2 separate regions of the Mus musculus genome follow, and region 1 is linked to region 2. Evidence: chromatin contacts called from public HiChIP or PLAC-seq data. All regions are on one chromosome and are shown on one strand. Each heading gives the region's core, a stretch centred on a gene start, on an enhancer-like site or on the middle of the called end of the contact. The rest is flanking DNA. Distances are from core to core; before and after follow the strand shown. Region 1 overlaps 1700045H11Rik (RIKEN cDNA 1700045H11 gene). Region 2 overlaps Gm36600 (a long non-coding RNA gene).

Evidence for each region. HiChIP or PLAC-seq counts read pairs in DNA pulled down with a chosen protein or histone mark.
Region 1: an H3K27ac HiChIP or PLAC-seq map of embryonic stem cells shows a contact between it and region 2, with 6 read pairs. The contact joins two enhancer-like sites. A contact is called at or near these places in 4 of 484 Hi-C or Micro-C datasets (bone marrow-derived macrophages, epidermal suprabasal cells, nephron progenitors and 1 more), 5 of 115 datasets of contacts at active chromatin or transcription factors (bone marrow-derived macrophages, embryonic stem cells, pancreatic cancer cells and 1 more) and 1 of 9 other capture datasets (embryonic stem cells).

What each region holds. Positions count from the first base shown.
Region 1 is chr4:150,823,834-150,830,119 of GRCm38.p6, forward strand. 1700045H11Rik (RIKEN cDNA 1700045H11 gene) reads right to left here. Exons shown (of 4, transcript NR_040649.1): 4 at 4,392-4,648. Among named protein-coding and RNA genes, the nearest start is that of Gm42356, 19 kb to the left of the region's middle. Within about 2 kb of position 3,343, at least 10 of the 459 cell types and tissues checked have an H3K27ac peak or open chromatin away from gene starts, as enhancers often do. A contact at or near this core is called in embryonic stem cells, where this site is marked.
Region 2 is chr4:150,738,815-150,744,784 of GRCm38.p6, forward strand. It overlaps Gm36600 (a long non-coding RNA gene), which reads left to right. Exons shown (of 5, transcript XR_881598.3): 5 at 92-316. Among named protein-coding and RNA genes, the nearest start is that of Gm36600, 37 kb to the left of the region's middle. Within about 2 kb of position 4,472, at least 32 of the 459 cell types and tissues checked have an H3K27ac peak or open chromatin away from gene starts, as enhancers often do. A contact at or near this core is called in embryonic stem cells, where this site is marked.

The sequences.
Region 1 (6,286 bases), core at 2,093-4,592, 84 kb after region 2:
TGTGTGTGTGTGTGTGTGTACATGTGCGGGCGCTCTCACTTGGGCGTCATCTATGTCTCGGGAATTCTTTTCCTCAAACTTCGGTGATTAAGTTATCCAAGCACCTAGACAATGATGAGAGCCCCTCCCCCACCCCCACACCCCACCACCTCATGAGGGGCAGAATGGGCTCACACAGCAACCTGCAATTCTAAGCAACAAAGAGAAGAGCTGAGTCGGCTGGTGGGTCCTCGGATGTCTGTGAATGGCCCTCTCCATGAAACGGCAAATTCCTCTTTTAATTTACAATCGCTGTCTCTCAGTCTCCCCTCTCCCTCCTTCCCGACCAGTTCTTTCTCTTATTGACTTTGTTCTTCTCCTGCTTTGTGAGTAGGGAGATGAAAATGTGCTTCCCCGCAGGACGCCCTTCCCACAAACACACTTCCTCATCTTGCTTCCGGCCCTTTTTCCAGAGAAGCCACAGGGGCAGGAGGGACTGAAAGCTGTTCTCTTGTAAAAATATTACACCTGTCTCTGTGAAGCCAGGACACAGGCAGAGTCCGCTGCCCCACGCCTAGACAGACAGGACCCAGATGATTGTCACTGGGGAACCTCACTGCACCCCAAGTGAACCTCCATGTCTGCTCCCCTTACCCCAGAAGCCACACCCTTGTCCCTTTGTTTAGCTCCAGAAAGCCTGAGCTACGTTGAGCCTTATACTGGTGTATATATGTACGTATATGTGTGCATGTATGTATGCATGTATGTGTATACGTGTGCATGCATGTGTATGTATATGTGTGCATGTATGTATGTATGTATGCATGTGTATATGTGTGTATGCATGTATATGTGTATACGTGTGTATGCATGTATATGTATATGTGTGCATGTATTATGTATGTATGCATGTATATGTGTATATGTATGTATATGTGTGCATGTATGTATGTATGCATGTGTATGTATGTGTGTATATATGTGTGTACTCTGCAAGACTTAGGAATCTAATAAAATGTCTTACTTCGCATGAGCTAGTCTAATTTCAGTTTATTCCTGAGGCTTGGTTGAGGAACTGGCCGTGGGAGGAGACACACCTCAACACCCAGGAGTTGGCTCCAGAGCAAATTTCAACTCAGGGACATTTCCAGAACAATGTCCAAGTCAATGAAAGGTAGGTGCTCCTGGCGACATTCCTGGTTAGTTCCATCCACAAGGAACCGCTCTGAGCACAGTAGAGATTAGGACTGGCCAGGTGACCTGCAGTTCCGGTTTTGATGGAAAGAGAGGATAAAAGTAGGAAGGAAGCAGGCCACCCACCCCTGTCTTATCTGGGCTGGGACAGAGTGTGCCCCTGGAGAGGAGGAACAAGTGCTGTTTTGCTTTCTGTGTTTTTATTTAAGCAATTAGTCACAGGTAACGTGAAGCAACTTTTGAAGGAAAGCTCTCCACATGCCGGAATTCTCAACCCAGTGGTGTTGGGTGTCGAGGTTCGGGAAACATAAATAAGTGAATTTCAAAGCATTAAAGCGGAGGAGGGAAAAGCAACGTCCACCTCATCCTTGCATTGGTTAGCATTGATCTCACAGGACCTGGAAAGGGAATAAATATAAGAATAGCAGACAGGCAAACGTGTGAAGCTCTGCAGACAGCAAGCCCTGAACAGTCTCCTGACAGCGGCAGGCTACTTCAGCCACCTCTTTGGTGACTATAATTACACAGGACAATGTAGCTTTGAGGAACCCTGGCATTGGTGTCTGGGATTTGTAAACTCTGCTCAGAGGCCCGGCCTCACTCTCTAAAGCTGGAAAAGCCTCTGTTTTCCACAAGTCACCATTGAGAGTGCAGCCAGATCTAAAGTGTGTTTGCCCCTGAACAAAGGAGCAGCCGTTCCCAAAGGCCAGTCCAACCTGAAATACCAGATTTCTAATGAGCCCTGGCCTTGTCTGCAGCTCACTCTGCACCTGGCTTAACCCCTTCCTGCCTGCAGGTCCTCAGAGTCCACCTTCAGTGGAAAATCACCCTGACTAACTGCTGTAGATAACCCTGCACGCCATCCATCAATTTGGGCCGAATCATGTCGGGCCTGAGTGAGCTGACGTGGAACATCGCTGCCCTTCGCTGAAAAGCTGTTTGCTAATCCTAAAGGTTCTTCTTTACTTTTGCTGGATTTAAAAAGAAAGGGGGTGGGGGGTGGGGCTGATTTAATAGCGCTTAATCAATCATTTCTCTGTCCTCACGTGAGTTTGTTTACACAGTGTATTGGATATCTCTTAAATGACCCCGGTCCCTCTGTTGCTACTGAAATTCTACAGACTCCCATCCAGTAGATGAAAATACCAAGGTCCAGACAGAGGGTCTGATTCCAATTGTCGGTAACCCTGTTGTCCTTTTCTTCTTTGTTTTAAGTGACCAGCATGTGTACATGTGTACATGCAACATGCATGTGTGTATGTGTGCTTCAAGATTCCTGTGCCTGTATGTTCAAGGGTAGAGAGTACACATCGACACTAGGGGCCCTCACCCACTGTTCCCCATCTTGTTTTTAAGACACAGGCCTCTCTCACTCAATCTGGAGGTTGCCAATTGTCCCCACCCCCTCCTGCTGCATCCTCCTGTCTCCACACCCCAGCACTGGGGACTGCAGGCCTGTGTCACCATGCTTGGGGTGGTAGGGTAGGATGGGGGGGGGGGGTCACGTGGTCCTGAGGATCTCGACTTGGGTCTCTGTGTTGGTACAACAAGCAGTTCACCCACTGGGCTGTTCCCCTAGCCTGCTGCCCCTTTTAAAAGAAGATCCTCAGGCTCTGGAGTTTACAGTCCTGTGGTTTTCCTTAATCATGTGTGCTTCATGCAATTGAAACTTACGGAGGGGGGTGGGGTGGGTGGGATTTCAGGTATTAAATTCTTCTGATCAAAAAACAGTGGAGTCCCAACAGACTGTTATAAAACTAATCGCTCAGAGACATACAACTAAGAGGACTGCGTGCTTTCTGCTTTGGTGTTCTCTCTGACCCTCCCCTCCCTCCCTTGTTCTCTCTTTCCTTGTGAAGTTTAAAGAAAGAGGTTTGAAATAAAACCAGACACTCACTGACAGAGAAATGTGGAGAAGAATGGAACCCTTGGAAGTGTAAATTAGAGCAATTGATCTGGCTGGCCAACCAGCAATTAGTGCCCAAAGATTTAATCGCTTCCTTTGATCTGATCATTTTACTTTGATTGATTTATCCCAAGGAAATAACTCAAGAAAGAGTTAGATTTAAAACAAAGTAGCAAAATCAGGGACCTGGGCATCACAAGTCCTTGGGCCCGTTGCCTGTGGCGAGGCACTGGCAGGAAACCCCAATCCTTAGACACAAGTAGGGAAGACAATGTCAATAAAGTAGATCCTGTGGATTGAGACTGCAGTGCATAGGAGCTGGGTGGACCGGAAGCTGAGAAAAGGCAGGAGAGGGAAGTAGCCCCAGGGAAGGGTAACTGGGGAGGCGGTGGTGGCAAATATCCCCTGGGCAGGAGGGTAGTAGGGCTGGATTGTGAAGGGAAAGCCCAGACCCGGGTATAATGGTTGGTCCCTGAGGCTCGGATACCTAGGAAGGCAGGGCCCTGGGTTAGATCTTGTTTTATTCTGTGGCAGTGCTTCATCCTGTCTTTCTGTCACTTTGAGAAGTGATGTTGGGAGGATTTGAACAGGCAGAACAGGAAGGATTTGACACGGTGGAGGACTGCTGTCCAAAGAATCACCGTGGGCAGCGTGACAAAACCTGGATTAGAGAGAGGGAAGTCTGAGACCCAGAACAGCGCAAGGGCAAAGCTGACGGGTGGAGGAAGGGACAGATGAAGCCATTTCGTGGCTTGCGTTCAAGGCCTTAATCACCAATTAGCTACAGGCCAGTCAGGTCACAAGAGACAACTGTCCTAGGGAAAGGGATTCCGCCACATTCACAGGAGTGTCAGAGTAAATCCCTCTTCAGCCAGGAATTGAACTCAGAACCTCTGGAAAAGAAGTCCGTGCTCTCAACCACTGAGCCATCTCTCTAGCCACCCCACCCCACGAAGGTGCCCACCCCACACTTAGGTTCTTAAGGGGCAAGTTTCTCCTTGCCGATCTCTCTCCTCCAGCTGAGAACATCTGGAATGACTTTTAACCACTAAATTCCCTCAAAGTAAACAAATTAGAGAAGCCTTTCCATATTCAAAATACCTGTAGATTTCATTTCCTGTTTCCTTGCCGGGATGGAACTCAGAACTTTGGGCACTCCAGCCCTTTGCCTTTGGAGAGAACATATCCAGGAAGTCTTCCAACTCACAATCCTCCTGCCTCAGCCTCATTAGTGGTGGGGTGCATGCACACACCATGAGACCTCGTTTAGATCTGGATTTATGAAGAGCCAAAGAATTCAGACTCAGTTTCAGGCAACCACTATGTGATCTTTATTTCTGGAAACATCACCTTAGTTTTAAAGAGGTTTTTCGAGCCTGATCTTATTTCAGTGAAATAATTCAAATACCAAAGGACCTCCTCTTTAGCGCTCCGGTGGTCGCCTTACTTCTTCCGTGAAGTATGGAGAAAATCCACTTAGCTTGCACACATAAAACATCGAGCTTGGGAATTACTCTCTTAGCTGTGCTTTTGGCTCCATACGTCATTAGTTCAGTTTTCAGATTCCATCTAAAGGAAACAATTACAAATACCCACTGTAGAGGACTATTTAACGCCAGGTCAGGCAGCTCAGTGAACAGTAAATAGATCTTTACCTTTCCTGAATTACACTTCTATAAAAAGTTATAAAAAAAATAACCTGTCAACGGCTCACTCGTTTATGAACTAGCTGATGGATACTTAAGTAATAAAAACCTTTGAAAACTACCAAACTCACCAAATTAAGTACCCTGGAGGCAGCAGAAGGCAGCACCTGAAAAGCTCATACTGGAAGCCGCAGGAACAACAGGCCCCAGGGTCTCCAAGACAGAACGTGGACCTCCCCCAACGCTGGCAGCGGCCTCCACTCGCAGAGTCTGACTTAGTCAGGTTAGACCAGAGAAGGAGGCTTTGTCTGCCTTCTCCCTGGAGACCCCAAGATAAAGCTGGAATTGCAATTTGCCAGACAACCTACGCTGAGCCAGGCCTTTGTGGCATCTTCTGAAGTAACAGGCGGCCATGTCCAAAGGGGACGCTTACAGGGCCGGGAGACACCAGAACAACAAAGAAGTCTGCTCCAGAAGATGACAGAGGTCCCTGAAAGATTCTTCTAGATCCAACAGTGGTCTTCTGTAGCAACAGATGCTGCTTCTAAGTAATTGTGGGGACTCGCAAAAGCGCACAGCTTTGAAATCGGGCAGGCCACTCCAGCAACCCTGGACCAGTTGCTTGACCTCAGACAGCCTATTTATGCATCTGGGAAATGGTGATATTAATACTTACTGATATTAATACTTTTGGAGGTGGTGAAAGGATTAATATGCGTAGCCTCACAAGGCCTGCCCCAAGGCCTGAACAGGCTCACGGTGGCTGGCCTAAAATGTCTCCCAGAATTTCTCTGGCTCACACTTCTAAGAGCTAAGCCATTTGAGGATCCTTCCTCCCACTTTTAGCGCCAACCACCTGTGAGGAAGAGCTGACTCTCTTCTTTACGGCTCAACCCTACTTCATCTCTACGTTTGAATTGTGGCAAAATACAAAATCCCTTGAGTGCAGGGTCCCAGATCCTTTAGTTCAAATGAAACGGAGAGACTTCTGCAGGTGAGGCGACCAGAAAGTGTGTACAAGGTAGGTGGGGCCCACTGGATGGCATGGCACCCACCGCACGGTGACTTACGGACAGGAAGCATCTCTGGCCAAGGCCACTTTTGTTGTTACTTAGGTTGCTGCTCTGTTTTGTTTTGAGACAGTCTTGCTGTGTAGCCCAGGCTAGCCTGGATCTCAAGATGCCCCTCCCTCTACAGACAAGTGGCACCACATCTGGCTGGCTGTATCTTCTTCTTCCCAAATACACAATAAATAAATGCAAAAAAATATTTTTTTTCAAACAAAACAAAACAAAAAATCAAGAATAAGTATCTTCCCCACCCCCATTTGTTTTGTTTTGGATTTAACGTCTCACATGAGAGAAAACTGATTCAGTAGCATACCTGAAAACAATTTAAAGAGGAGGTCCCACGTGAAAATGTCTCCTGGGTGCTCCTGGCTGTTTTGTCACAGCTGAGGAAACTGCACTGGGCAGCTCTTCTTCCAGGTGCAGTCAGCACTTGTGTGAGTGACACATCTCAAGGACCCTCATCACCACACAAGGATGCCAAGGGCTGGTCC
Region 2 (5,970 bases), core at 3,222-5,721:
TCAGTCACTCTATGCAGCCAAGAGCGCAGAGGAAAGGGCAAGATGGCGGGGAGGGGGACGACAAGGACTTTGGACTCCTTTGTGCTTCAAGTTCCCTAGTTTCCTACTCCCCGGAAGGCTTGCAGGATCTTGACACGGGCCACCGCACCGCACGGTGAATGGAAGTGTGCTTGCTGCCACAGCCACCGTTTGCTCCATGCCTATTCTCAAGACCACAGCAAGGAAAGAAAACAAAGAATATGAGACACACTCAGAGACCTCAGACCTGTATATCTAGGAAATGTCTAACTATATAAATAAAGATAGCATAATTCTATGCCACTCTTTCTTAATTAAAAAATTATGTACATGGGTGTTTGGCCCGCATACATGTCCGTATACCATGTGTGTCTGGTACCTGATGCCTGCAGAAGTCAGAGGACAGTGAGTGTCAGATCTCCTGGAACTGGGGCTACAGACAGTTGTGAGCCACCATGTGAGTGCTGGGAATTGAACCTAGGTCGTCTGCAGGAATAAGCACTCTCAACCACTGTGTCTTCTCTCTAGTCACAGTTGTATCATTCTTTATTCTATGTAAAGGAAAGATTTTTAATTATCTGAAAAATAGCTTTACATTTTTTGTAAAATTTAGTTTTGAGTTGTGAGTTGAGCCAAGACCCCACCCCCCCCACCCCCAGTACTGGACAAGCGCTGAGCTGCATCTCCAGTGTAGCTGCATCCATCCCCAGTATAACTGTATCCATCCCCAGTGTAGCTGCATTCATTCCAAGTGTAACTGTATCCATCCCCAGTATAGCTGCATCCATCCCCAGTATAACTGTATTCATCCCCAGTGTAGCTGCATCCATTCCAAGTGTAACTGTATCCATCCCCAGTATAGCTGCATCCATCCCCACTGTATCTACATCCATCCATCCCCAGTGTAACTGTATCCATCCCCAGTGTAGCTGCATCCATCCCCAGTATACTGTTAATTTTATTGTTGTTGTTGACTTTTTTTTTTTTTTTTTTTTTTTTGAGCAGGGTTTCTCTGTGTAACAGCCCTGGCTAACCTGGAACTTTGTAGTCCAGGCTGACCTCAAACTCACAGAGATCTGCTTGCCTCTGCCTCCTGAGTGTTTGGATTAAAGACACATGCCACCAAGCCTGCCCAGCTGTATGTACTATTGACTTTTTATTTTGAAATAAGACCTCTCTAAGCTGCTCAGGCTGGCCTAGAACTCACTCTGTAGCCCAGGCAAGCTTCGGACTAGTAGTCCTCCTGCCTTGGCTCGTGAATATCTGGGATTATAGGACGCCCAGCCTTGCTAAATATTTTAATTATGGAAATTGTCAAACACAGATAAGAGACTCGTTATAAGAGGCCCCACCCCACACCCTCCCCAGGGATGATGCTGCCACTCTGTCTACATCCCTGGTCACTGGTTACTCAGGCAGGGCCAGCTGCTCTGAGAAGTCACGTGGCTTTTGATTTGTCCTTAGGGTGGAGGAAGGGAAATGAGATTCCAACCCCTCATATAGACACTCATTTTTCACATTTTTACTCTACTCTTGAGCGCTGAAGAGACGCACATTACTGCAGCTGCTTTGATCTTGGCTGCACTTGGGAATGTCAAATACGTTGGCTGCCAGCTGATCAAACAGAAGCTCAGACACTTCTGGGATCGAGAGATCAAGCCTAACTCCTAACCGCGGCCTTGCTGCTCAGGCAAACAATCTTCTACTAGTACCCTAGAGCTCAGGTCCACAGAATCAGGTCTGATCATCCCCTACCACAATCTGTCATACTGTGACGATGGCCTGATCATCCCCTCCTGTTCTGTCATACAGTGACTATCGTCTGTTGTAGGAGATTTGACATTCGGGACAGGTTGGTGGGAAAGTTTGAATAAAACAAAGCCAGTGTGTTCCGGTCACTCAGTGTAGCTCATGCCTGGCCAAGCATCCACACACACACGAGTCTACAGAGGCCGTAGCCTGTTCAAACGACCGCAGCTCCCTAGACTTACGCAGGAACAGAACATTTTCTTGAGATGCACATCTGAGGGAGGGCCTAAGACATCTGTCTTCCTTAGGCTTTTACAGAGGCCATGACCAAGGCAGCTTTTATAAGGACAACATTTAATTGGGGCTGGCTTACAGGTTTGGAAGTTCAGTTCATTATCATCAAGGCAGGAGGGAACATGGCAGTGTCCAGGCCAGGCATAGTGCAGGAGGAGCTGAGAATTCTATATCTCCCTTTAAAGGTCCCTAGAAGCAGACTGGCTCCCACGTAGTTAGGAGGAGGGTCTCGTTGCCCACTCCCACAGTGACACACTTCCTCCAACAAGGCCATACACACTCCACCAAGACTGCACCTCCTTATAAAGCCACTCCCTCAGCTAAGCATATTCAAACCACCACAACACCCAATTCCCAGCAGCCAGCAGCTGCTCCGATGACACACAGAGATGGGTGACCTTCCCACTCAGACTCTGCAGCATTCCCCCTCTGATGGCAGGACAGTATGCATCACAGTATGTATAACTGACCCACTAGAAATGGATTAAGCCCTTAGAGCTGAGGGCTGTGGGACCATCGAGAAGGAGGTGAAGAATGTAATACCAGAAAACTACCAATGCAAAGACAGTAACTCTCCCTGCCCTCTCTCTCTCTCTCTCTCTCTCTCTCTCTCTCTCTCTCTCTCTCTCTCTCTCTTTCCCTCCTTCCCTGCCTCACCCCGCCAAGGTTACCTATTAAGTGATAAACTTTTTAGTATTCCAAAGGACATGAGAATTTTAAATGTGCTTTAAAATGTCTAGCACTTTGTAAGTAAATACTTCATAGACTTATAGACAGGAATTGACAAACGGGACTGCAGGGTTGACTCAGCGATTAAGAGCACTGAGTGTTCTTCCAGAGGACCCAGGTTCGATTCCCAGCAACCACATGGGACTCCACAAGCACCCATAACTCTAGTTCCAGGGGATCTAGTGCCCTCTCCTGGCATGTATGTATGTAGTACACAGACAGAGGTGAAACACTAATACACATAAAACAAAATAAATAAATCTAAAATAAAAGTAATTTTAAAATTAAAATAAAAATAGACATGAAGGACAGAAGCACTGATAAAACCTCCTGTCTCATTGGGTAAAGAGCTCTTACCACAGGAGCCTGTGTCAGCCAGAGTCACATGCCTGGGGACCACGTGGTGAATGGCTAGAACCGGTCCGGTAAGTTGTCCTGTGACCTCTATAAGGGCACTGTAGAGCATGTGTGCACATGCACACACACGCACACACACACACACACACACACACACATACACACACTCAAACACAATGAATGAATGAATGAATGAATGAATGAAAATAAAAATGTTTAACATCTTGGTCATTTCAACTAAGAAAAGAAGTAAGTAGACCAGAAGAAATTTTCTTGATAAAGAGCATATAATAAAAAGATATGAAGACAAAATTGTTGTCAGGCATGGTGGGTCACACCTATGGTGTCAGCATTCAGGAGACTGAGACAAAAAAAGCAAAAAGCCAGTTCCTGCCTGGGCTGTACAGTGAGTTCCAGACCAGCCTGGGCAACTTAGCAAGACAGTGCCTCAAAAGAATAAAGAGGATTGGGATGTAGCTCTGTACTAAAGTGTTTGACTAGCATGCAAGAAACCCTAGGTTCAACCCCCTACCATCAAAAGGGGAGGGGAGACAAACAAGACACAATACAATTCTTAACACATTAATCCAGATGAAATAATACAAATGGTAAGTTAGCATGGCTGCTTGTAAAAGCACAGGTTTCCAGCCAGCAGGGTGAGGTGGATTGGCACAGGTGCTGGCCACCAGGTCTGACAGTTAGATCCCTGGGATTCCCACAAGACGGAAGGAGAGATCTCTGACTTGAAAATGATACCAGGGTGCACAAGTGTCCCTCCTGGTTCCCCAAATAAAGGATGGAGAAAAAAAAAAGACCAAGTTAGTTCCCCCCCCACACACACACACAATTTAGTCCTAGAGAAAAAAACGAATCGAGGAGAATCCTCAGAAGATCACATTCAGCTCATGTCTTTAGTCCAGTACTCCCAAGGCAGAGGCAGGCAGATCTCTGAGTTCGAGGCCAGCCTGGTCTAAGGAGTGTGACTCATGTTTCCTTCTGTAGTTCCAGGACAGCCAGGGCTACACAGAGAAACACTGTCTCAAAACAAAACAAGAGATGAAAGGGGAGGGGAGAGGGCGAGAGAAGAAATGAGGAAGAAATGATCTCCACAAAAGGCTATTCACTAACACGCTATCCTAAACATCTTTAAGCCATCTGAACGCCCAGGAGCAAATAAAGAATAATGCCCAGCTCTGAACACTAAATTTAATTCCAGCAAAATTCTCCTCCTCCAGCCCCAGAGACCACCACACATCCAGCAGTGAGCCGTGGATATGCTGGGGGGCGGGGTCTGTAAGAGTGTGTGCTAGGGGGCGGGGTCTGTAAGAGCTTGCGTGCTGGGGGCGGGGTCTGTGAGAGCCTGTGCTGGGGGTGTGTAGCTCTGTGGAATGAGAGTGCTGGGGTGCTGAGCAGGTATAGCTTTGTGGCAGAGGACATGCTGACCATGTATTAGGTGCTGGGTTCCATCCCCTGCACAAAACAAAATAGGGGTAGTAAGGAAGAAAAGAGGAAGAGGAGGAGGAGAGGGAGGAGGAGGAAAATTGGAAACATTGTGTAACTTAATTTCTATGGAATTCTAGAACAAAGAAAACAAAATAGAGGAGCCTTAAGGAATCCTGGTGGGGTGGGGGATTGAGGGACTTTCTGGATGACGAAAGCAGATTTCCTGGAGTAGGGCGTGGTTCCTTGGTTACCAGCATTTCAAAATACATCAAGCTATGGGCTTTCGGGTCTGTGCATTTCTTTGTGTATGTCTTGCATGTGAACTTAAAAGGGATCTTAAAAGGGTGGCGGACTGCTCAGACTAGAGTGCTTGCTGTGCCTGGGTGAGGACCTAAGTCCTGAGCTCCAGAACCAGTGTACAAGCCGAAGGGGGCCGGGGCAGGGGGGAGGGGCGGGGGGGGGGCGCAGGTGGTGGTGGTGGTGGGGTGGTGTGTGCACCTGTAACCATGGTGACAGGGAGGCAGAGACCGGTACATCCTGGAGACTTGCTGCTGGCTATTCAGTGTATTGAAAATTATGAACTCCAGGTTCACGGAGACACCATCTCTCAAAGAGGCCTTTACATGCACAGGGGAGCTCACTCTTTCGCATGCCTATGCGCACACACACACACACACACACACACACACACACACAAGAGCATTTGGGGAGAAATTATAAAGTTACCTTTATAAAACCAATGACATGATGAACACAATTTTTTTTTGGGTAGGCCTGGATATCCTGGAACTCACTCTGTAGACCAGGCTGGCCTCGAACTCAGAAATTCGCCTGCCTCTGCCTCCCAAGTGCTGGGATTAAAGGCGTGCGCCACTATGCCCAGCTCTGAACACTAAATTTAATTGAGATCACAGTTGCCTCAAGCTGGGGAGGTGGCGGCAGAGGAAGGGACCCTATTTAAGGTGGGGGGGGGGAGGGTCAGAGATGACTCTAACTCTTGTTTCAAAGGTTGACTCCAAAGACAGTCCTTCATATCACTCTGTAATAACAAAATATATTCATATGATATGTGCACATATTTACATGTCATATTCATTATATTGTAAGTATCCAATAATGTATACATTCTAATTTTTAAAAGAATTTTATAGGGCTGGAGAGATATTCCACCACTTAAGAGCACTGGCCTCTCCTCCTCTCCTCTCCCCTCTCCTCTCTTCTCTTCTCTGAGCTCAATTCCCAGCATCCACATAGCAGCTCACAACTGTCTATAACTCCTGCTCCAGGGGATCCATCTGATCTCCTCTTCTGGCCTCCACAAAAGAGGCACCAGGCACACATGTGGCACAGGGATGTGTGTAGGCAAAGCACCCGTACACA